Linked DNA regions of Mus musculus: regions 2, 3, 4, 5, 6 and 7 are each linked to region 1. The links are chromatin contacts, called in public promoter capture Hi-C maps. All regions are on one chromosome and are shown on one strand. The core of a region is the stretch at or near the end of the contact, and the rest is flanking DNA. Distances in the headings are between cores, read along the strand shown. Region 1 holds the start of Tex19.1 (testis expressed gene 19.1). Region 2 holds the start of Mrpl12 (mitochondrial ribosomal protein L12). Region 3 holds the start of Npb (neuropeptide B). Region 4 holds the start of Arhgdia (Rho GDP dissociation inhibitor (GDI) alpha). Region 5 holds the start of Mcrip1 (MAPK regulated corepressor interacting protein 1). Region 6 holds the start of Tspan10 (tetraspanin 10). Region 7 holds the start of Gcgr (glucagon receptor).

The links. Promoter capture Hi-C pulls out the DNA fragments that hold promoters and counts their contacts.
Region 2: a promoter capture Hi-C map of embryonic stem cells shows a contact between it and region 1, with 4 times the contacts expected there. The contact joins the promoter of Mrpl12 here to the promoter of Tex19.1 in region 1. A contact is called at or near these places in 2 of 39 promoter capture datasets (embryonic stem cells and stem cell-derived epiblast-like cells).
Region 3: a contact with region 1 is called in a promoter capture Hi-C map of stem cell-derived epiblast-like cells, with 2.8 times the contacts expected there. The contact joins the promoter of Npb here to the promoter of Tex19.1 in region 1. A contact is called at or near these places in 3 of 39 promoter capture datasets (embryonic stem cells, liver and stem cell-derived epiblast-like cells).
Region 4: a contact with region 1 is called in a promoter capture Hi-C map of stem cell-derived epiblast-like cells, with 2.4 times the contacts expected there. The contact joins the promoter of Arhgdia here to the promoter of Tex19.1 in region 1. A contact is called at or near these places in 2 of 39 promoter capture datasets (embryonic stem cells and stem cell-derived epiblast-like cells).
Region 5: a contact with region 1 is called in a promoter capture Hi-C map of stem cell-derived epiblast-like cells, with 2.7 times the contacts expected there. The contact joins the promoter of Mcrip1 here to the promoter of Tex19.1 in region 1. A contact is called at or near these places in 2 of 39 promoter capture datasets (embryonic stem cells and stem cell-derived epiblast-like cells), 1 of 115 datasets of contacts at active chromatin or transcription factors (pancreatic cancer cells) and 1 of 9 other capture datasets (embryonic stem cells).
Region 6: a promoter capture Hi-C map of stem cell-derived epiblast-like cells shows a contact between it and region 1, with 3 times the contacts expected there. The contact joins the promoter of Tspan10 here to the promoter of Tex19.1 in region 1. A contact is called at or near these places in 2 of 39 promoter capture datasets (pre-B cells and stem cell-derived epiblast-like cells).
Region 7: a contact with region 1 is called in a promoter capture Hi-C map of stem cell-derived epiblast-like cells, with 3 times the contacts expected there. The contact joins the promoter of Gcgr here to the promoter of Tex19.1 in region 1. A contact is called at or near these places in 1 of 39 promoter capture datasets (stem cell-derived epiblast-like cells), 1 of 484 Hi-C or Micro-C datasets (regulatory T cells), 1 of 115 datasets of contacts at active chromatin or transcription factors (pancreatic cancer cells) and 1 of 9 other capture datasets (embryonic stem cells).

What each region holds. Positions count from the first base shown.
Region 1 is chr11:121,144,608-121,147,684 of GRCm38.p6, reverse strand. It overlaps Tex19.1 (testis expressed gene 19.1), which reads right to left and starts at 1,542. Exons shown (of 3, transcript NM_028602.3): 1 at 1,463-1,542; 2 at 1,084-1,157; 3 at 1-956. The coding sequence starts at 867.
Region 2 is chr11:120,483,343-120,486,060 of GRCm38.p6, reverse strand. It overlaps Mrpl12 (mitochondrial ribosomal protein L12), which reads right to left and starts at 1,424. Exons shown (of 5, transcript NM_027204.3): 1 at 1,293-1,424; 2 at 632-818; 3 at 319-405. The coding sequence starts at 1,369. It overlaps Hgs (HGF-regulated tyrosine kinase substrate), which reads right to left. Exons shown (of 22, transcript NM_008244.3): 22 at 2,077-2,672. The coding sequence ends at 2,562.
Region 3 is chr11:120,606,774-120,609,780 of GRCm38.p6, reverse strand. Npb (neuropeptide B) reads right to left here and starts at 1,304. Exons shown (of 2, transcript NM_153288.3): 1 at 1,042-1,304; 2 at 681-966. The coding sequence starts at 1,272. The coding sequence ends at 838. Anapc11 (anaphase promoting complex subunit 11) reads right to left here. Exons shown (of 3, transcript NM_001038230.2): 3 at 1,583-3,007.
Region 4 is chr11:120,580,098-120,582,989 of GRCm38.p6, reverse strand. Arhgdia (Rho GDP dissociation inhibitor (GDI) alpha) reads left to right here and starts at 1,366. Exons shown (of 6, transcript NM_133796.8): 1 at 1,366-1,468; 2 at 2,597-2,808. The coding sequence starts at 2,619.
Region 5 is chr11:120,548,332-120,551,337 of GRCm38.p6, reverse strand. Mcrip1 (MAPK regulated corepressor interacting protein 1) reads left to right here and starts at 1,611. Exons shown (of 5, transcript NM_001033231.4): 1 at 1,611-1,681. It overlaps Ppp1r27 (protein phosphatase 1, regulatory subunit 27), which reads left to right and starts at 206. Exons shown (of 3, transcript NM_026814.3): 1 at 206-474; 2 at 576-726; 3 at 1,009-1,363. The coding sequence starts at 285. The coding sequence ends at 1,132.
Region 6 is chr11:120,441,239-120,444,027 of GRCm38.p6, reverse strand. It overlaps Tspan10 (tetraspanin 10), which reads right to left and starts at 1,397. Exons shown (of 3, transcript NM_145363.2): 1 at 1,211-1,397. The coding sequence starts at 1,249.
Region 7 is chr11:120,529,360-120,532,100 of GRCm38.p6, reverse strand. Gcgr (glucagon receptor) reads right to left here and starts at 1,374. Exons shown (of 14, transcript NM_008101.2): 1 at 1,268-1,374.

The sequences.
Region 1 (3,077 bases), core at 293-2,792:
CAGGTAGCAGGTGGCAGGCAATAACTCCATCCCTAATTCTGAAGCTGTCAGGATGCTCAGCCTCCAGGGATTCAGGCTCTGATGGTACAGGCCGTGCTGCCCAACTTCTTTCCGAAAATGGGCCACCCACATCTCACCAGGGTCCAGCAACACCTGCCAGTGCTGGACCTGAGTCCTTACGACCCAGCGGACACGCATTGACAGCAGGTGGCACCTAGATTGGACGCTATCCAACAGGAGGACAAACTTCTGGTCTTGCAACCAGGATTGTGCTACTGTCTGGTCCAAGGGCCAGTGGCATCTCAACTCCAACAACACAGGTTGCCCAGGAGATGGCATCACATCAAAAATATCCCACCAAGTCAGAGGAGGGATGAGCTGGTGCGAGCAGGGAAAAAGCCCATCAAGTCTCCAGGGAAGGGCCTGGGTCCACTCAGCATCCTCAGGACCCAGATCCAGGGGTACAGCTTCCTGAGGAAAGAGCTCAGTGGGCACAAAAATGGAGAATAGTATGCCCTGTGTCCACACAGGGGTTGGCAGCAGGACCCCAGACCCTTCAGAGACACTCTGTGGCACATAAAGGGACCCCAATCCCCGCCATGCATCCTGCTCAGGCCCTGGCTCCTGCTCAGACTCTGACTCTGACTCTGACAAGTATTCCAGGAGATCAGCATCTTCCTCTTCCTCTTCCTCTTCCTCCTCTTGCCAGTCTCCCATCTCCAGGTAGAGTTTATTCAATAGGAAAGCTGCCTTGAAGCAAGCAAAGCAGATCTTCGTCTGTTCCCCATGGACAAGATGGTACAGCCATGCCTCATAGAGGCAGGACATGCCCCTGGCCCCATGGCGAACGCTGACTGGGGGACACATGGTCAAGAAGTCTGTCTGCAGCTAAGCGGACACACAGATTCAGACTTGCTCGATGGACTGAGGAGGTCAGGTCAACAGAACCACAGAGGCTAGAAATAAGTGGGAAAGGCGAGAATGAGAGAAACGGGAGAAAACAGGGCACAGTAGGTCTAGGGGCTTTGGGGCTCCAGGACACGGGGCAGTGGTACCAGAACTGGGTGAGAATTCAATGAATACCTCTCTGAAGAAGTAGACAGGCTTGAGCTTCCAGAAACTTCTTCAGCTTCACACTTGCTCCAATATATGGGGAGCTAGAAAGACAGAGAAAATGAGGTTTGGCTCACCCTGCTGGGCCCGCTGCAGGGCTCCCCTGAGGAGAGGGTGTTGGGGCTCTGGCCCCCGGGGTTCCCTGTTCACTCTGGACAGGCTGGGGTGACATCAGAGGTGTCCTCAGGGCTCAAGGCCCCGACCTCACACTTGCGCCCGGCTACCAACCAAAGAGGCCGGGAAGCCTACGCCAGGAGGATCTCCTCTCTGCCCACCGTGCTCCCACCCGACCCAGGCCCACCGCACCCAGCCCGGCTCAGCCCCCGGCCCAGTCCCTTTCCATCCTTACCTCCCTGACTGAGCGCCCAGGTGCCAGCTAATGGACTCCAGAGCCAGGCTCTCCTCGCTAAGCACTGAACACCAGGGAGGACGAACGCGGCCTTATAAAGGGCCAAGTCCCGCGATGCTCCAGCTCATTTACATATCTCCCATGAGGTCCCAAAGCAGCAGGAAGCGAAGGTGCTGAGTCACTCTGGCCCTGAGTCACTCTGGCTCTGAAGGCGCACATGCGGCCTGGCGCCCCCTACAGCGCGCATGCGCTGCTCCCTTGCGCCACCTGAGTGCCCTGTGTGCTTCCTGTGTGCTCTAGCGGTGCCCGATGTCCCCATCCCTGTGCCTTCGAGGGACTCGAAGGCCCGGGCTCAGAGTTGGGCCCGCGGCACATCTTGTTTGGAAAAGTCGATTCCTTCTTCCCTGTCTCTTTAGTAAAAAGTTCTTTAACACTTGGGAAACTGCTCGCTCAGTTCTCAACTGCAGCCTAAGCACAGTTGCCTGTCTATGGGTCTTTTTGTTCTTAAACAGACTCTTTAAAGAAATTCTTTGTAGGGGCTGGAGAGATGGTTCAGGGGTTAAGAGCACTGACTGCACTTCCAAAGGTCGAGTTCATTCGCAGCAATCACCTGATAGCTCACAACCATCTGTAATGGGATCCGATGCCCTATTCTGGTGTCTCTGAAGAGAGCAACAGAGTACTCTTAAAATAAATAAATAAATCTTAGCCAGGCAGTGGCACATGCCTTTAATCCCAGCAATTGGGAGGCAGAGGCAAATCTTACAAAAACAAACAACAACAAAAAACAAAACCCAAAATAATTCTTTGAAGAGTTTATCCTTAAAGGAGTTTGGGACTCAGAGAAAAACCAAGCAGAAAATAGAAGGTATTCCACCCTCCAATTCAGCCTTGGAGCATACAGATATATTTGTTAAAATCAGTGAGCAGCATCGCAGTCCACTCTGCACATCCCACCAGGTTGGATATACTGGTGTAGCAACGTTCCTCTGTCATCACAGGGCCAGTTTCACTCTTTCTACAGGCCCTCGGGGCTGCCCTCAGGGCCCTGCTCTCCCCAGACCCTGGACTCGACTTCTGCAACCATTTTGCCCTGTCCAGAAGGTCACGTCTGGCCTCAAGCATCCAGAAACTACCATGGTTTCCTTCCTTAGGATCATGAAGCTTGGTTTCCTGGGTGCTCTGGGACAGCAGGAAGCAAGTTTCACTTCAGAGTTCAGTAATACTCCATTAAAAGAATATATCCCTTTAACCACTCACCTTATAAAGAGTATCTCATTGCTCTCTGGGATTTTTATAAGTAAAGCTGCTATGTGGAGTTGCGATCTTGGCAGTTACCCGGAAGTCTTCACTGGCCCTGTGTAGTCTTCTATCCTTTATCCCACATTACCCTCCACCCTCACCTTCAGCCTTGTTTCTGTGTGCTCTTGACCTACTCAGCTGTCTCCTCCTCAGCTGTAACTAGCCAGATGTCTCTCCTGACTCTTGCCTTTTGACCTTAGTGTCCAATTGTCAACATTCGTGGTGTTGAGATGTGTCCCCCATCCCCATAGGACTGGATATTTTAACACTTGCTTCTCTGTCAGTGGGGCTGCTTTGGGGACCTTTAGGTGGG
Region 2 (2,718 bases), core at 175-2,674, 660 kb after region 1:
CAGTGTAGCTCAGAGGGCAGAAGGAAAGCTAGCTTACAGAATCGAGGTCCTGATCCCCAGAACCCATGCGGAAGGGGAGAACCCCCAAAAGCTGACCTTTGACCACCCCCTGCTCATGCACACCCACACACATGCACGCACTAGTAAAGATCTCGAATGCCTTCGGCAGAAAATTTCCCAAAGCTATTGCAGGGAGCCCACAGCAGAACACAGGGATTACAGCTACAGACTCAAGGAGGAACAGGGAAATACCTAAGTTATTGAGTCGGGCAGTTAACTGGGCACACAGAACTGGGTCTTCCTGTGGCCTAGGCTCACCTCAGAGGCCGGTGCTGCAGCAGAGACGGGACCAGGCACCATGCCACCCATTGGCATAAGGCCGACATCCTGGATCTTCAATGTTTTCTGTAGGATGAAGGAGAGGTCTCAGTGGCTGCTTATCAAACCCTAAATGGAGGTACAAATGGAGGTACAAGCCTATTTGGCCCTACCACCTAGGAAAGTACATTTGATAATTTACCAAACTCCCAAAACACCCCAGAAGAGACAGGGACCTCTGACCTTTGTTTGGTAAAAATACAACTAGAAGGCAGGGACTTTAGTCCTGGCCTGTGCCGATCTCTCCTAATACCTTCAGGAGTTCGTTGAGGTCTGAGATCTCCAGGAGCGTAAGGCTGGCAATGTCTTGGACCAGCTGCTGGATCTTGGGGGGGTATTCTTTGGGAGCATTATCCAGAGGTGCGCCGGCGAGTGCTTCACTCCTTCGGTGGCTGCTGCTTCTCAACTGCCGCGCTGCACAGACGCTGGGCATCTGTTGCCTACCCCAGGCAAACAGCCGTTAGATCAGAAAAAACGGGAGACTCAAGGGTACAAGATCCATGTGCTCAGTCTGCCACCGCTGAGGCCAGGCTCCACAAGCTGGGGTTAAGGGACCCGAAAAAGCTTTCCTACATTTCCCATAGAGCCTCAGGAGCCCACGACTATGTCTGCAATACTGCCCAGAACGGCAGGCTTCTGGTTGAATGGAATACATCAGCCTGGCGGGTGCACAGTGCTGCACCAAGCCTTCCAAAGCACGGGGCTCGGGCTATGCTGCCGACCACGGCGATGGGTCTCAGCGGCGGGAAGCTGGGGACGAAAGGTACCTGCACCCAAGGTCGCCCAGGCCGAGCCGCCCTCTCCACGCCCCGCAGGCTGGGCCGCGGAAGGTGGCGATGCGCCCGTCACCCCTTCCCTCTGAACCTACTTCCTGCCCGCCGCCCCGGCAATGGCGCTCTAGACCACCGCTTTACCTGGCAAGGCGAAGCGCTGCCCCCCGGAGTCCAAGCCGTGGCCCCCACAGGCAGCGGCTAGCCGCCACCGGCAGCATAGCTCCGCAAGCGGGAAGGTCACACGCGGCTCTAAGCGGAAGCGACGCTCTATCCGGGAGGAGGCGAGCTGTCCGGGCCGCTCTAGCCCGGGTTGGCTCCTGGTATTACGCACTAGGCGGTGCGACGCGCAGGCGCGGAGACAATACTGGGTTGGCGCTTTCTCCATCAGTCGTGTTCCGCACGCCTTTGTCTCGCCAGGGGAATAAGTAGGCGCCCCCACCCCTTTACCTACGGAACTCATAGCCCCTTGAATTCAACTCAGTGGTCCAAGAGGTTAGCAACCTCAGGAGCCCAGTACTCTAAACCTAGGAGAAGGAAGGGCCTGGAGTCCTCCCAAGAGCTCACTAGGCGGAACCGCCTCCTTTGAGTGCACACTAAGGCGGGCGCTTAGCGGGGAGGGAAAGAGCAAAACTTGAGACCTCACAGAAGTCAGGTTGAACCGTATATTTCAGGGTGAGCTATTGAGAGCTAAAACCTTAAGCAGTGGGTAATCCTGAGGGCAGTTGGGCTGCAAAAGCCCGCGTTTGCACCCTTCCTCACCCGCCTGGTGATGTATCCTGCACCAGATGAGTCTGCAGAATCCCCACCAGGAAGGAGACTGTTGGCAAGTCCACGGTTTCTCAGCCAGTACCCAGCACACTCCACAACAGATGCAGACTATTAAATTGTTGGTCCAACCCAGCCTGCTGCCCGAACAATCAATCATGAGAGTTTTGAAATACATTTTATTTTCACTGCTCTGCACTGAGAGATGACATCCAAGGAGAAGGGGAGACAGAGATACCTAAAGCTTCTACCCTTGCTGTGCAGGAGCCACATGGTTCTTCTGGGTACCAGGGCCAGGCCTGGACACCACACAGTTAGTTCACATCAGACTCCGGGCCAGGCTAAGCATCCCCACAGCATTCACCTGTGGCACCCAACACAGCCGGGCACTCTCCAGAGAAGGTTCTACTTGCCCTGCAGAGCCCCAGTCCCGGGGAGGTCAGACGGCATCAGGACTGAAGCAGGGAACCAGTGATAGGAGCCAGACCACCGAGGACAGGGAAGAGGGCCAAGGGGGAAGGCCCACCCCTTGCTCACAGAAGGGACACTACAGGGCAGTAATAGGGGAGGAATGGCTAGTTAGACATATAAGTGGTTTCTGGTGAACTGTAGTGTTACTCTGCATGGTGAGCGCCAGACTCAAGGTCAGTCAAAGGAGATGAGCTGGGCCTCACTGCCCTGTGCTGGCGGTCCCTGTGTAGGCGCTGGCTGGGCCACAGGGGGTTGCTGCTGGGGAGGGCCGGTGCTGGGGGCCATCTGGAGAGAAAGAGCAGATAGGCTCATCACCCCCCTTCACAAACAA
Region 3 (3,007 bases), core at 55-2,554, 540 kb after region 1:
AGCTCAGGTACTTGGTGGTACCTGCCTCACCCACACCTGTGTCTGCCTTGGGCTGAGGGAAAGCAGGGCAAAAGAAACAACTGGGGCAGAACTCAAGTCTGCTGCCCACTTGGCTCTGTGGCCCAGAACATTGGGGGGGGCGGGGGGGGGGGCCAGGCAGGCCACTGAGCCCTGTTATCCCTCTGAAAGGGTGGGGCCAGGCCAAGCTTCTACCAGCGCAGTGGGTGGATCTAAGGGCTCCCGTGAAGTCCCGCCCTTGCACAGAGTCTGCACACCCCAGTGATCTGTCGCGCACACAGTAGCTATGTCCTTCAGGGCCTTTGGGAGGGGCTTCGCCAGGGGTGAGGCAGGACTCCGAGCAGGGCTTTCTAAAAGAACCTTGAGCTGACATTGTGGCTCTGAAAGACTGAGCAGCAGGAGCAGGGTCTGAGGATGCTCTGGGGGTGGTTTTAAATGGCATGCAAGAACTATCTATGCCCAGTGCCTACTGCTTAAGTAGGGGGACCACCTGTTCAGACTCTGGAGTCAGGGTGGAGGCTCTATCCCCTTTCTGGCTTTGTGGAAGAGGAAAAGAGCCAGCCAGGGCACAGAAGGGAAGTGGAGCAATCATCACCCCAGGGACCCGCTCAGCCAGGCACCCACTTGTCAGGGTCTCTGCGCCATCTCCTCCAGCAACCCTTAGCAGAGACAGTTTTGCTTCTTTATTAATTTAGCCATTTGCTATGGAGCATGGTGGGAGCTAGGGGCCAAACCCACACAGGGTCTGTGCTACTTCAAGCAAGACTGGGCATATGGGGGTTGGGGAGAGTCACCGGCCGCAGGGTTGGGGTTCAGGGCTCAGGTGCTCTGGCAATCAGTCTCGTGCAGCGACAAGAAGACGTCCGCTTTACACTGGAAAGTCCCTCGGCTGTTGAGTTGCCGCTGGCAGCTCTGCAGGTTCGGGGTCACATCTTTGACACACAGGGCCTGGGTAGGCGGTGGAGGCTGAGGGCCCGCCCCTGTCCCACCAGCTCCCGCCACCCATCGCCTGCTTGCACTCACAAGGCTCCTTACGCTGGGGCGCATCTCTAAATTGCGCAGAGGTCCGGTTCCCACCCGGAGTGCTGGAGACTCGGAGCGTCGCGTGGACGGGAACCTGTGGAAACTCGACAGTAGCCCCGAGGCGCGGCCCACCGAGTAGTGGTGGGGTCCCGCCGCGGGCTTGTACCACGCGAGGGCTGGCGGCAGGAGCAGCGCCAGGGCAGCGGCCACCAGCGTCCTACACCGGGCCATGGAGCTGTGACAGGGGCAGGCAGAATGTAGCGACTGAAGTCTGTGAACCAGGCTTTATATTTACAATGGGGGCGGGGGACAGAGGCAGGGAGGGGGATGAGGAGGAGCGGGCGACAGAAAGGAGTGGCGCACAGACTGCAAGTGGTAAATCAGTGGGATCTCACACCCTGCGAGATGGGGCAGAGGGCCCGTTCCTCCCTCAAGTGGAACTGTCCTTTTACTGACCAGATGTATCAACTTCCAAGGGTGGAATGTGGAACTGTCTTAGGGCACTATTACTGTGATGAAACACCATGATCAAAAGTGACTTGGGGAGGAAAGGGTTTATTTGGTTTACATATCCTGAGTCACAGTCCGCTGTAGAAAGCCAAGGCAGGAACTCCAATGGGACCGAGGTGGAAGCTGATGCAGGGGCCATGGAGGGGTGCTGCTTACTCTCAGGGCTTCCTCAGCCTGCTTTTTTACCGAACCAGGATCACCAGCCCAGGGATAGCACCACTCAAAATCTGCTGGGCCCTCCCTCATCATTCGCTAATTGATTTTTCCAAGCTGGAGAGATGGCTCAACAGTTAAAAGCACTAACTGCTGTTCCAGAGGACACAGGTTGGATTCCCAGTACCATGCGCAGGTGGCTCACAGGGCAGTTCACATCTGTCTGGAACTCTAGTTCCAGGGGTCAGATGCCTTCTTCTGGCCTCTATAGGCACTGGGAGAATGCATGTATGCACAGAAACGCTTGCAGGCAAAACATCCACACACATAAAATGTAAAGACATTATAAAGAGGAAGAAAGAAAATGTCCTACAGGCCTGCCCTCAGCCTGATCTTACGGAGGCATTTTCCCAACTGAGGATCACGCCTCTCAGAGGACTCTAGTTCACATCAAGTTAACATAACATCAGCCACCACAGGGGCCTTGCTTATTCTTTGGTCCTGTCTAGGCTCACCAACAGGGTCTCACTCTATAACCTATATTGGCCTCGAACTTGGAGAAAATAACTCATCTTGCCAATGCAACAAGGTTGGAGTTGTTTTGGTGTGGTGCTCACGGTGGAAGACTCTGATGCTGGGCTTGCCCTTTCTGAGGAGAAGTGTTGCGCTCAGGCTCCAACCTTCAGAAAAGCCTGGGCAAGCAACTCTGGACCCTAGGGGCAAGTAACTGCCCTGCCCACGCTACACCAGTGGGTATGGCCTAGGAACCGTCCCCACCTGTACTTAGCAAACAGTGACTCGAATACTGGACACAGGAGGGTAACATGTAAGAGACTTGTGGTATGTGCAGGAGCCAGAACATGAATAGGACTGTGTCTGGCCACCCAGGGCAGGCACAGGTGGATTAGAGCAGAGAGAGCTTCCTGAGGTCAGTGGTGTAGGCTTCCTCCTCCAAGGCCTCCTGCTCCCACATGGAAAAGGGGCTTAGGCTGAGCACAAGCTGCAGTGCTCGGTACATTGCTGTCCTGACTTTTCTGGAGAAAGCTGGTGGAAGAACAATGGAGTAGGAAGGGGAGGAGCCAGGGGTCCCATTTGCAAGCAGCCCAAGGTTAGTTATGGCTTTCTCATCTCTAGAGAGCGGACATGCTACATGGGTGGAGTTGACCCTGAGGAAAGGCTGCTGACACCGTGAGACAACACACCAGGAAGAACCTCAGTGGTAAGTGAAGGCCATGAAGGATTCTGAGGTTAGCCCGGGAACAGAAGCACTCAGGAGCACTGCCAACTGCACAGGAAGTTGTTT
Region 4 (2,892 bases), core at 117-2,616, 560 kb after region 1:
CTTGGGTTTGATTCCCAGTACAGTACAGAACCCACTACTGTTCTAACTCCAGTTCCAGAGGATGCAATGCCCTCTTCTGACCTTTATGGGTACTGCACACAAGTGGTTCAGAGACTACTTCAAAATATTGATATGCATAAACATAAAAACGCAGCTTTGGAAGATTTGTACTTTGAGCGTCAAACCAGGGAATTGTGGGTGGCACAGAGCTCAATAAACCAGGCTCATCCAGTTGGAGGACCATGAGCCTCCTGAAAAGCCAGCTTGACACACTTCGTTGGGCACACCTGTGTGTAGGTGGAAGGCCAGCCAAATTCATCATACAGTAAGAGTGGGGATAGTCACGTGGCTTTTTGTTTTAGAATAGTTCTGCATAGAAGAGCAGCTACCTGGATGTAGGGTAATGATATTGCAAATCCATCTTCCTTAGAGATAAAAATAAATGAGCTTGAAAGAACACTTGGTTTGCTTCAGATTGATGTATAGCCAGAGGGTATGCGTGCTTGTGTAAAATAACTGGGCCACAACTGAAGATGGAGAGTGGAGGCCATTGGATTCCTCATCTTTTAAGTTTGATGACTCTCCGGAGCCAACAGCTGTTTCCTGGATACCACAGGGGCAGGTGTGGCCAACAGAGCAGGCCAGAAGCGATGGCTTTTGTGGGATTAAGCTATAGAAGTCCCCGTAGTGCCCCTTAAATTCCTGCCTCCCCTCAGTCTGAGGCTACACTCAGAAGAAGCCAACATGGAGTGCCCTCACGGAGTAGCAGGAACTGAGACTCCTCAGGAGGAACTGGAGTGGCTGGCACAAGCACACGACCGGGAACCCCCCCAGCCAGGCCCTCCACTAAGGAGGCTCCATCCTCAGCGTCGTGAAACACGCCTGGCGGTGATGGTGCACGCCTTCAATCTCAGCATCCTGGAGGCAGAGGCGGGCGCGTCTCAGGGATGAGGTTCAAGATAGGCAGGCAGCCCGTTCCAAGGAAAACCGCTCCTCACAGCAAAACCATACAACTTCTAACATACGGGGGCTCGGGGGGCACGCAGTCCCCAGAGCAATGCGCCAGGCAGCACAGCTACAGGGCACTGCGGTCGGTGAGGACTGTGGTTCTGTTGACTCTGAGGACAATGGGACAAGGGCCAGGCACGGCAATCAGGGAACCCTGGGAGCCACAGAATGGCCGCGCGACGCTGCTCTGGAAGAGCCGGCTCTCGTGTCCCACAAACCCTCGCACCCGGCATTCGGCAGAAGGCGCGAGGGCGCCGGCCCACGCGGGACGCGCCCACGAGGCCCGCAGCAAAATGGCGACGGCGCCGACCCGCGCCCCCTGGCGGCGCATGCGCAAGGCGACCCCGCCCGCGAGAGCGGAAGTCTTGTGACCCCGGAAGTGACCGTCCGAGCGGCGGGCGGCGGACGACGTTCGTCATTTGGTGCGGGAGGGAGCGCGAGAGCGGCGGTCGAGCCTCCGGTGAGTGGGCGCGTGGCGCAGCGCGGTGCAGTGCGGGAGGGGAGTGGGTTGGCTTTGTGCGGCGTCGCGGGCGACTGCGGCGCTCGCGGGCGGGGCGCGGTCACCCGGGCGGGCGGGCGGGGCGGGCCAGGGCGGCAGCGCAGGTCCTGCCGGAGGGGCCGCGGCCCCCCGGGCCTGCGCGCCTGCTACCAGGGGACCCCCTTCCTCGGCCTCGCGGGCGGGGTCCGGCGCGGGGCCTGGCCCGGGGCTCCCGCCGCGCGGCCCCGCCCCGCTCGGATTGCGGGCTCTACGGAAGTGCGGGCCGCGCCCTGATGCTGTCGCCGGCGGCCACGCTTGGCGTCGGGTGGGGTTGTCTGTAGCCTCCGGGTTTCGGACCGCCGCTTTATGTGTTTCCTTGGCGGACACCTCTCAGAGGGACAACGGCCGGGCTCTTCCCGGGACCGCTGCGCATTGCCTGTAGGCATCACAGTGGGTTTCCGAGAGACGTTTGGGAATCTGCGGAACTGAAAGGCATCTAGGCGCTTCCGTCCTGGTTGGTTCCTCACCGCCACTAAAGGTTTAGGGTCAGGGCCCAGAAACAGGCTCCTGAGATTTATTTGCAAGCGGTGCACTAGCTCCCAAGTTGCATACGCAGACCCTCACTAGAGAGGACAGACCTGCGTATTTAGGATCCCCTTTGGGCTCTTGGGATTTAAGCGGTCATCACATAGTTGAGCTTAGGACAGTATTCCATTGGAAGGGACGAACAAACAGACCCTTGTCCTGCACGTGGCTAACATACAGAGCATCTCCCTGTCGGAGAACTTACCTCCATGACCCAACCCAGTAAGATGAGAGCCTGGGCAGCTAGGGACAGCAACAGGACCCCAGGGATTTAGTGTTGCGTCTGCCAGTTCAGTTCGGTCTGGAGGCTTATTCTTAGTGGGGAGGAAAGGTGTTTTGCTTCTCTGAGGAACAGGCTGTGGTCCCATTTCGTTGCTTGGGGTTCTAGTCCTCTCAAATGGGCCTCTGCGTAGGGCAGTGGCAGCATCCTCTCAAAGTTCCAGTCAGGTGTCCTGCAGGTGTCAGGGTCTGCCTAGGGTGGAATGCCTCCAGGCTGTCACAGTCCTGCTCATGCCCCGCCCACAGGTGTCCCAAGCTAGAGGTAAGCATGGCAGAACAGGAACCCACTGCTGAGCAGCTTGCGCAGATAGCTGCAGAGAATGAGGAAGATGAGCACTCTGTGAACTACAAGCCTCCAGCCCAGAAGAGCATCCAGGAGATCCAGGAACTGGACAAGGACGATGAAAGCCTCCGAAAGTACAAGGAGGCCCTGCTGGGCCGAGTAGCTGTCTCTGCAGGTAGGTGGCTTGGAGGAAGGATGTCATCTAAACCTGTGCCCAGTCTCTTTCCAGACCACTCTTCCAAGGAGTGAGTTTAAAAAG
Region 5 (3,006 bases), core at 362-2,861, 600 kb after region 1:
GAGAGGGAGTAGTAGCCAGGAAGGATCTGACCCCTTTGGCCGGACATAGTGACAGGTGTGCTGAAAGATGAGCCACTAAACATGATCCTGTGCTCAGGGAGCGCGGAGCAGCTCAGTTTCAGCCCCTCGCGTCTGCAAGCATGACTGCGTGGCTTTATATAGCCTCGCAAGCCCTTTATAAGCTGGAATCGAGGTTCTGTCGAGCAGGAGAGCTTACACAGATCTGGTCTGGTAGGGACACTTTCTCACTCATACCCACAGAGATAGCCCACCTCAATCCCAGGATGCCCAGCCGAACGGTCCGCTATGCTCGCTACAGCCCCCGACAGCGGAGGCGGCGGATGTTGGCCGATCGGAGCGTGCGCTTCCCTAACGATGTTCTCTTCTTGGACCACATTCGACAAGGCGACCTGGAGCAGGTGGGACGCTTTATCCGGGCTCGGAAAGTCTCCCTAGACACTATCCATCCCTCAGGTGAGTAGATAACTGAGAGTCTGGCCTTCTGTCCATAAGGAGGCAGGGGAGATCCTCTTCTGAGGGTTACAGCTTTGACCCTGTGTTCCCACCCTGCCCAGGACTGGCTGCTCTGCATGAAGCTGTGCTCTCTGGAAACCTAGAGTGTGTGAAGTTGCTAGTCAAATACGGGGCTGACATTCACCAGCGGGATGAGACAGGCTGGACACCACTGCACATCGCTTGCAGTGATGGGTACCCTGACATAGCCAGGTGAGACTATGGAATGTGGTTCAGAGGTTTCATCCTAATCTCTCCAGGTGGACCCCCCCAAAATATGGCTCTGAGGATGTAGGCATCAACTCAGGGATTCTGGCAGTTTCTACCCGATTGCAACATTAGAGCAAGCCGGAAAATCTGGCCACAGCTTCCAAGGGGTCAGGTTTCTTCCTCCTCACTCTGCCTGGAAAAAACAAACAGGTGACCCCAATATTCTAGCCTTTTGGCCCCGGAGTGGGCTGAGTAGGCTTTAACCACCTGCCCTTCACACCTCAGGTATCTCATCTCTTTGGGGGCAGACAGAGATGCAGCCAATGATGATGGCGATCTGCCCTCCGACCTTATTGACCCGGACTTCAAAGACTTGGTGGAACTCTTCAAAGGAACCAGCATGGACTGAGCCAGGAGAGCCCTTTGGGGCTTGCGCCTCCTTGGAGAAGTGGCAAGCACCTTGCCCCAAGGACTAGAGTGCCCACTGGATGTGCAGTGAGGCAGCCAGGCTGGTTAGGACTTGTGGGGAACGACCCTCTTGCCCCTATACCCATTTCTCTGGCCTGGCTTTTTCTCCAGGTTTGTTTGTTTTTTAATGGTGATACTTTTTACTTTTTCAATAAACATAATTCCCAAGCTGTGATGATGACTTGATTAGCGCAGTCCAGTACAAAACCATCGCCAGGTACGCGGGGGCTCGCTGGCAGCGCAGGGCCGGGGAAATGCGTGTCCGGGGCCGGTGCGCCGATGTTCTTGTTCAGAGATGCCCGGCAACCCCTCCCTTCCCCCGACACCCACCCGTGTTTCCGGGACGACCTCGCGCGCCTCCGACCTCGCCGCACTCCGTTCGCCAGCGATCACGTGGCCCGCGCCGTTTGCGCCTGCGCGCCGCGTCACTTCCGGCCGGCCCACTGGAAGCGGCGGCGGCGGCGGCAGCGGCGGCGGCGAGGAGGGCGAGGTGAGGAAGGCGCGGCGCGGAGGCACGGCGGGGCGGGGCGCTGCAGGCTCCGTGGGACCTTGGCCGCCCCGCCCCGCCCCGCCCTGGTGTCGCTGGGTCGCCTGGCCTGAGCGGGGAGAGACAAGGCCGGTGTCTCCACGGAGTGCGGACGTGGCGGCCGCCCCCCCACCTCCCCGGGAACCGACGCCCGCGGTCCCGGGGCAGCCTCTGAGGGCGCTCCCTGCTTTTGAGCTGCGCAGGCCAGCCTCCCCAAACCGCGCCGGTGTCCTTGCCGGCTACCTGCCCTGCCCACATCCCAGTTGTCCTGATGCAGTGGCTCTGCGCAAGCCCGGGGCCTGTCTGTGGGCAAGCTGGACATGCTGGTGGCCGGAAGTATCGTACCCTGTTGACAAAAGCAGCCCAGATCCTGGGGTGGTCGTCCGAGATAAAATGGTCTTCCCTCTGGACGCCATGTTTCAAACACAGGGCAGGCTCAAGCAAAGGCCCCCAGTGAGTTGAGATCAGCTGGTGGATTTCTGGGGAGTGTCCAGGACGTTTAGACAGCGATGTGACAGGAGTGCAACGAGAGCCAGGTCCTTCAGGAGAAGGAGTCTGGGTTTGGGTCCATTTAGGGAATATCTAATAGTTTGCTAGTCCCGGGAAAGAATAGGATACACGTTCTAGGTCTGATGACCTGCCACTGTCATCTGGAAGCAGGCCCGAGCTGTCACAGCACTGTGGCTCCTGCTTGGCTGGTCAGTCGCTATAAGCCTCACAATTTGAAGCAGGGAGTGGTGGCACACACCTGTCATGCCAACTCTTTGTGTGGTGGAATCAGAAGGATCAGAAATGTAAGACTAGCCAGGGCTACATGAGACCTTTTTTCTAAAAGGGGTGGGAAGAGGAAAGAAGGAAACAACAACATTTGGATAGTAGACGTTTCAGAAGAACAGAGTGACCAGCCATTGCACCATTGATTGTAGTGAGGGACCACTCGCATTGTCACTGTGGTGGGTAGCAAAGTGTGACCATTTAGCATCATGTGCCTGGCATATTGGATGTATTTAGAAGAGTTGATGTGGTCCTGGATCTGTCCCCCTACCCTGCCTTCCAAAGCCCTGGGTCCTATAGAAGTGGAGAGTTCTATAGAGAATAAACCCATTCCGGATCTCTCCCAGTAGAGGGGCTGTGAGCAGACCCACACGGGTGTCACTGGGAAGCAGCATTTCAGAGAGTTTAGGAACCTGATGTAGGATGCAGACAGGAGCTGAGGCAAACTCAGAGATAATGAGCACCCAGCACCCTAGCCAGTTTCTGCAGCCTTGAAGGCCCTGGAGTGTGTCGGG
Region 6 (2,789 bases), core at 148-2,647, 700 kb after region 1:
GAGGCCTCACCAGAGAGGGGCTAAGAGACTGGGGTGGGCTTAGAGGAAGTTTATGGAAGGAAGTAAAGATTTGAAGAATCAGTAACTTGGGGCCTGGGGACTTGTAATCTAAAAGGGCAGTGAGGGTCCTAGTTCACTGCTTTCCAGGGTCGATGTGTGAGGCCAATCTCCATTAGGACAGTATAATGACAGCTCCCTGAAAGGTCCCTGGTAAACACTGGGCAGAGCAGCAGTTACAAGATGGACCCACTCCCTTTCTTCTATACCCTTGTGAAAGATGGACCAGCGTGGTCTTGCCCAGGGTCAGGATTTCTATTCCTCCAACACAGCAGAATCATGGCAGGTGGGTCTGCTTCCCTAGTCTTGGAATGGTCTCTGTGGTGGAATCAGTCTATAGTGCCCCACCAGCAGTGACTTTGTGCAGTCACAAGAGGGACTTTCCCACCCAAGCCATAAGTGCAGGCTGCCTGGGATAGAGAAGCTGATCCCGTGACTACCCTTCTACCCTTCTGCGTGAAACGAACCTTGTTTTCTTTGTATCATCTCGGGCCCACCGACTGATCCTAGGTCAAGTGTGGACACTATGCTGAACCTAGTGTAGAGGATGCAGGGAGAGATTGCCTAGGTACTGCCTGCCTGGCTTCCTGGGCAGGGAGAGAGGCAGCCAATAGGCAGGAATTTAGAGGAGGCAAGGAGGCAGACCTGAGAGAGACCCTCTAAAGGGAGATGGGGTAACCTTGTTTTTCGAATGACAGTGTGACTTAGGCATGACTACAGCCAGGTATCTAGGCAAGGGTCTCATTTCATCCCCGTCCCACAGGAAGAAGCTTGTCCAGGTGTGTGGATTGCTCTTTCACCCTAAATTTGGAGCAGAATATGTGAAGGTTATTTGTCAGCCGGAGTCTGTCAGAGTAAAAGGACAACCTGCCAGAGCCAGCTGGCAGCATTAAGACTGCCTGAGGCCACAGAGTCCACAATCAGCCTCAAAGGACATTTGCCCTTACCTGATCCTGAATCAATACTTCTTTCAGGCCTATAGGGGGCACCTTAAAGGCTAGCACCCAAGTGTACCCATGGGTCAAGCACACAGCTAGACTGGGGGGTGGGGCCAGGAGTCAGGTAGACTGCAACCTGGTCCAGGGGCTTCCCAGAGGACCTTAGATCCAAGAAACATCTTCAACCTGAGCTAGGCCATTAAGTGTCGGCTCACCTGAGACAGCAAGGGGCTGCATTCTTCTTCCTTCATCATCCACACAATTGGAGAAAACCACGGAGAGCAGTGGCCAGGGTCTCTCTGAACAGGTTACAGTCCTAAAATAACGGTGTCCCGGTGTCCCTTGGCTTCTCTGTGAACTGTATAAGCCAGAGCTGGAGAGCTGCAAGCTCCTCCTCCAGTGCGATCACAGTGGTATCATGTGAGGAGTCACATTTTAGGGCTTACAGCAGGGGCCTGCTTCTATAGTCACATCTGGTCTTTCTAGCCTGTAATTCTTGGCCTTGGCTCCAGAGATATCCCTAATGTCTGCACAGTCATGATTTTGTTAAGGTGGCCCTGATGCTGGACCCATGGCCATCACTATTGAGTCCCATTTTGGTCTTGGCCTGTAGGCTCAGCTGGTCTCCTATCAGCACCCCTAAAAGATCAGTTCTGTGCAAACTGGTTCACAATAGCAGCCCCAGGAGCCCCACAGGCAGTACAAAAGCCAATTATCCTTATAGTTTATGGAGAGCAAGAACAACTCAGTATTCACGTTCCAGATGTCCCTTCCCTCCAAGCTTGTTGGAAGCAGGATTTTGCTGTGATCACTGTCCAGTCTAAAGGACTTGAGCAACTCGCTGTGGAGACAGAAAGCATGTCCCTAGGCTGTCAACACTGGGCCCTACCACCTAACTCTGTCTCCCTGCTTCTGACTGGTGTGTGTGTGTGTATGTGTGTGTGTGTGTGTATGTATGTGTGATGTAGATGTGTTAGTGTCATTATAGGCCCACAGGACCTTGAGACATCAGGAAGCCCTTCTGTAGACATGTTTAGGGCAAGGTTCTGCTGTACATGGAAAATGCCCCTCCTGTTTGGACCCCAGTTCCCCTGAGTTTTAACTTTTGATAGACATCTCAGGCTCAGCCTCCACTTTTAGCTTTATCTACCATTTTTTCTGACTTATAACTTTATATGCCAGACAATCGAATGGCCTAGCACTTGTGCATCCCGGCCTTTGTCATAACCCCATCTCCACTGCACTCACTGTTGCCTGGAGCCCTCCAGTGTCTTCCAGCAGCAGCAGCAGCAGCAGCAGCAGCAGCAGCAACACCCCATTTTTTTTCTTCCCCTGACCAAGCCAGCTCATTCAGTCAGCAGGGTCTCAAGTGAGGGAGTGAGGATTGAAAAGAAAAAAAAACAGTTAGAGAAAATGATACCCTGACTCCAGCCTGTGCTGAGGCTGGAACAGCTTCATGTCGCTCCAGCCTGCTTGTATAGCATCCTAGGTGCATCCAAAAAACATGGTCAGCTCTTAGATCAAAGACAAAGTAATCAAGTGAAGTAGCAAACAAGGAGGTCACACAAGGTAATAATTAAGAAGCCAGGCAGTGGTGGGGCACGCCTTTAGTCCCAGCACTTGGGAGGCAGAGGCAGGCAGATTTCTAAGTTCAAGGCCAGCCTGGTCTACAGAGTGGGTTCCAGGACAGCCACAGAGACAGGGCTACACAGAGAAACCCTGTCTCAAATAAAAAATAAAAAAAGATAGTCACTAAGTAAAGTAGTAAGCAAAGAGATCACACAAGGCAGTAAT
Region 7 (2,741 bases), core at 125-2,624, 620 kb after region 1:
CTTCCCGTCTTGAACTAGGCTGCTGAAATCTGACTCTCAGTGAGACCCAACTGTAGGTGAAATACGGAAGATGCAAGTCTGAATCCCTAAGATGCTTGCCTGTCTTGCCTTTAGATCAATCAATCCCCCTTCTTCAGAGCACATATCTGGCACACCAGCCACTCGGACTGGCATTGTCCCATGCCACCACCACACCAGCCACTCGGACTGGCATTGTCCCATGCCACCACCGCTTCCAGCAAGCTCCAACAGGACAAAGGACACGTGGGTGTTTGCAGTGTGGTTACCGATTTTCTCTGCAGGTGGCGGAGGGTGTTAGATGGATGGCCCAGTGGCCAAAGGGAGGCATCGAGGGAAGGTGGGGGGGGGATCCTCTTGGTTCCTTAGAAGCCAAAGTAGCAACGTTTTTGATCTTAGGAATCCCCAGAGATATCAACTGGAAGGGTGTTTTTGTCAAAACAGAGAAACTAGACCAGGTCATAGTCCTATGGCAGGGACAGGATCAGGGGCCACAGGCTGTGACAAAGCCTAGTTCTCCAGTCCTCCCCTGAAAAGGGGCGGAGATACCCACGGGCTCGGGTGAGCTCAGATTCCCCCTTCTATGTCTCCAAGACAGAAGAACAGCAAAATATGCCTGGTCTAACCTCGAAGGATGCGAGAGCTAAGAGGTAAGGGATCAGTCGGTTTGCGACAGAAAACTTCGCGGGTCTGAAGTGGGAAGGTGGTCTCTGGGGAGCAATGACCTGAGCTTGCAGGGGAAAAAAAACCCTCAGTGCACGGTGCCTACACATCTAACCCGCAAGACTGAGACACTGCTAGGAAGTTCTGGAGATCAGGGACACATAGGAAGGGGAAGCGAATCCATCTGAAGGGGATGAGCGAGCCTTTGGAGTGTGAGAAGCTGGAAGCTGGAGTGTGTTGGGCGTTCAATGGGGCAGCAGGATCCACGTCTGCACCCACCCTCTCCCACCTTCCTGGATTGCGCTCCCAGAAAATAGAAAGGAGAAGTTGAGACCCCTAACCTGCAGGAGACGGTTGGGAATCAGGTGGCCCTAACCGTGACAGTAGGACACATTTCCCGTTTTGAATAAGGTGTTAGACCGGGACGAGAACCGCGACTCCCAAAACCCCAGGGACAGCTGGCTTACGTCCAGGCCCGAGGGCCAGCTCCCCGCTCCCCTCTTCTGTGCGCCCAGGTCACGCTCGTGCTCCAGCACCCCACAGACAGCCTGAGACCATCCCCTCGGGGCCCGACCCTAGTGCTCACTGTGCTCAGTCGCCGGGGCTAGGGCTGCGCTCCTCGCGGTCCTCGAGCGTACTCGGATCTGGGCGCCGGCGACTGCTCGCCTCGGCCGCGCTGTGATCGGGGTCGGCGCCAGCTCCGCGCCAGCCGCTCGCAAACTTTCCAGCGGCGACGCTGGGCGGCGGCGAAGGGGGAGGGGTGGGGGCGGGAGCGGCCCGCGGGGGAGGGGGAGAGATGAGGGTCCGCGCCCGCGCCTTAGTGCAGCGGACCTGCAGCGAGCTCTCAGACCCTCTCGGTGTAACCCCGAGTATATCTCCTGGGCTGAGCTTGCCTGGCAGGTCTGCATCCCGCGTTCTCCCTTTCCCTCCCCTCTGGCACACAGGAGCAGGCCCTGACCTGGATCCGACCCTACGGGTCCCTTCCGAGAACCCTCACCAGGTGTACCGTAACCCTGAGGATCCAACCTTGCGCACCCTGGACTTCAGAGAGCCTCCACGGGTGAATCCTGACCTGGCAGGTGCGAATCCTGATGGGTCTGAGTTCTCCAAGGGAACAATAAGTGACTCAGCGCGCCCCTTTCTCTTTCAATGTCCACTGTCCTGGGGTCTCATCATTGCGTTCAGGTTTGCAGTCTTGATTTTCTAGAAGGACTAAGTCCCTTACTTAACCACATCTGGCTCCTGGCTGGAAGGTTGCAGCTGCCACACATGCACCATGGGTGGGAGAGGTCAGGATACATGGGCCGCTCTGCAGATTTCAGACAAGGTGATCCGCTAAGAGTGCCTCTTAAACCCTTTCCAGGTTACATGCCCTGTGGGCCTCAGGGACTCCTGTCCAATAAGCCCTCAAGCAACACCACTCATTTGACAATCCACTAATTTGGCCATATTCTCAGTCGGCACAGACCTTTTTTAGATACCTCCTTTTCTGGAGTCAAAGGTTCTGAGCCACAAGCCTGCCTTTCGCTCCTAGACTCAGCCCTGGAGAGGACTTTCTCCACTGCCCGCCCCCCCATTTGAGCCCTTGAGCCACCTTTTGTTGCCTCATCTCCCCTCCTGCCCAGTAACCTCGGGATCAGAAACTCCCTTGGGTGTTTTTGGGCTTCCACTTCTCTGGCTTCTCCACATCCTGTAAGAGGGTCATGTTGCTTTCTAGAAAGTTCTCCCTGTAACTGTGGCTTTCAGAATGGGTACTCACAACCTCCCTCCCCATTTCCAGCCCCCAGACCAGTCCTCTGCGGCCCAAGTCTCCTATGTCTGTGTCCTCTCCTCCACCTCATACCTGCAGATCATCTAGTAAAGAGCCGAGGCCCCTCTAGGGAATCCAGTCCAGCACCAGTCTCTCTCATCTGGAACACATGTGGTTTCTTCTCTGTCACCCACCGCCCTTCCTCAGAACTCCCATGGGCCTTGGGTCAGTTCCTTGTTCAGTTGTTGTCCTTCTCCAGGACTCCATGTCTATTTAGGGGACATTGGATCTTGTGCCCCAACCTGTGGGT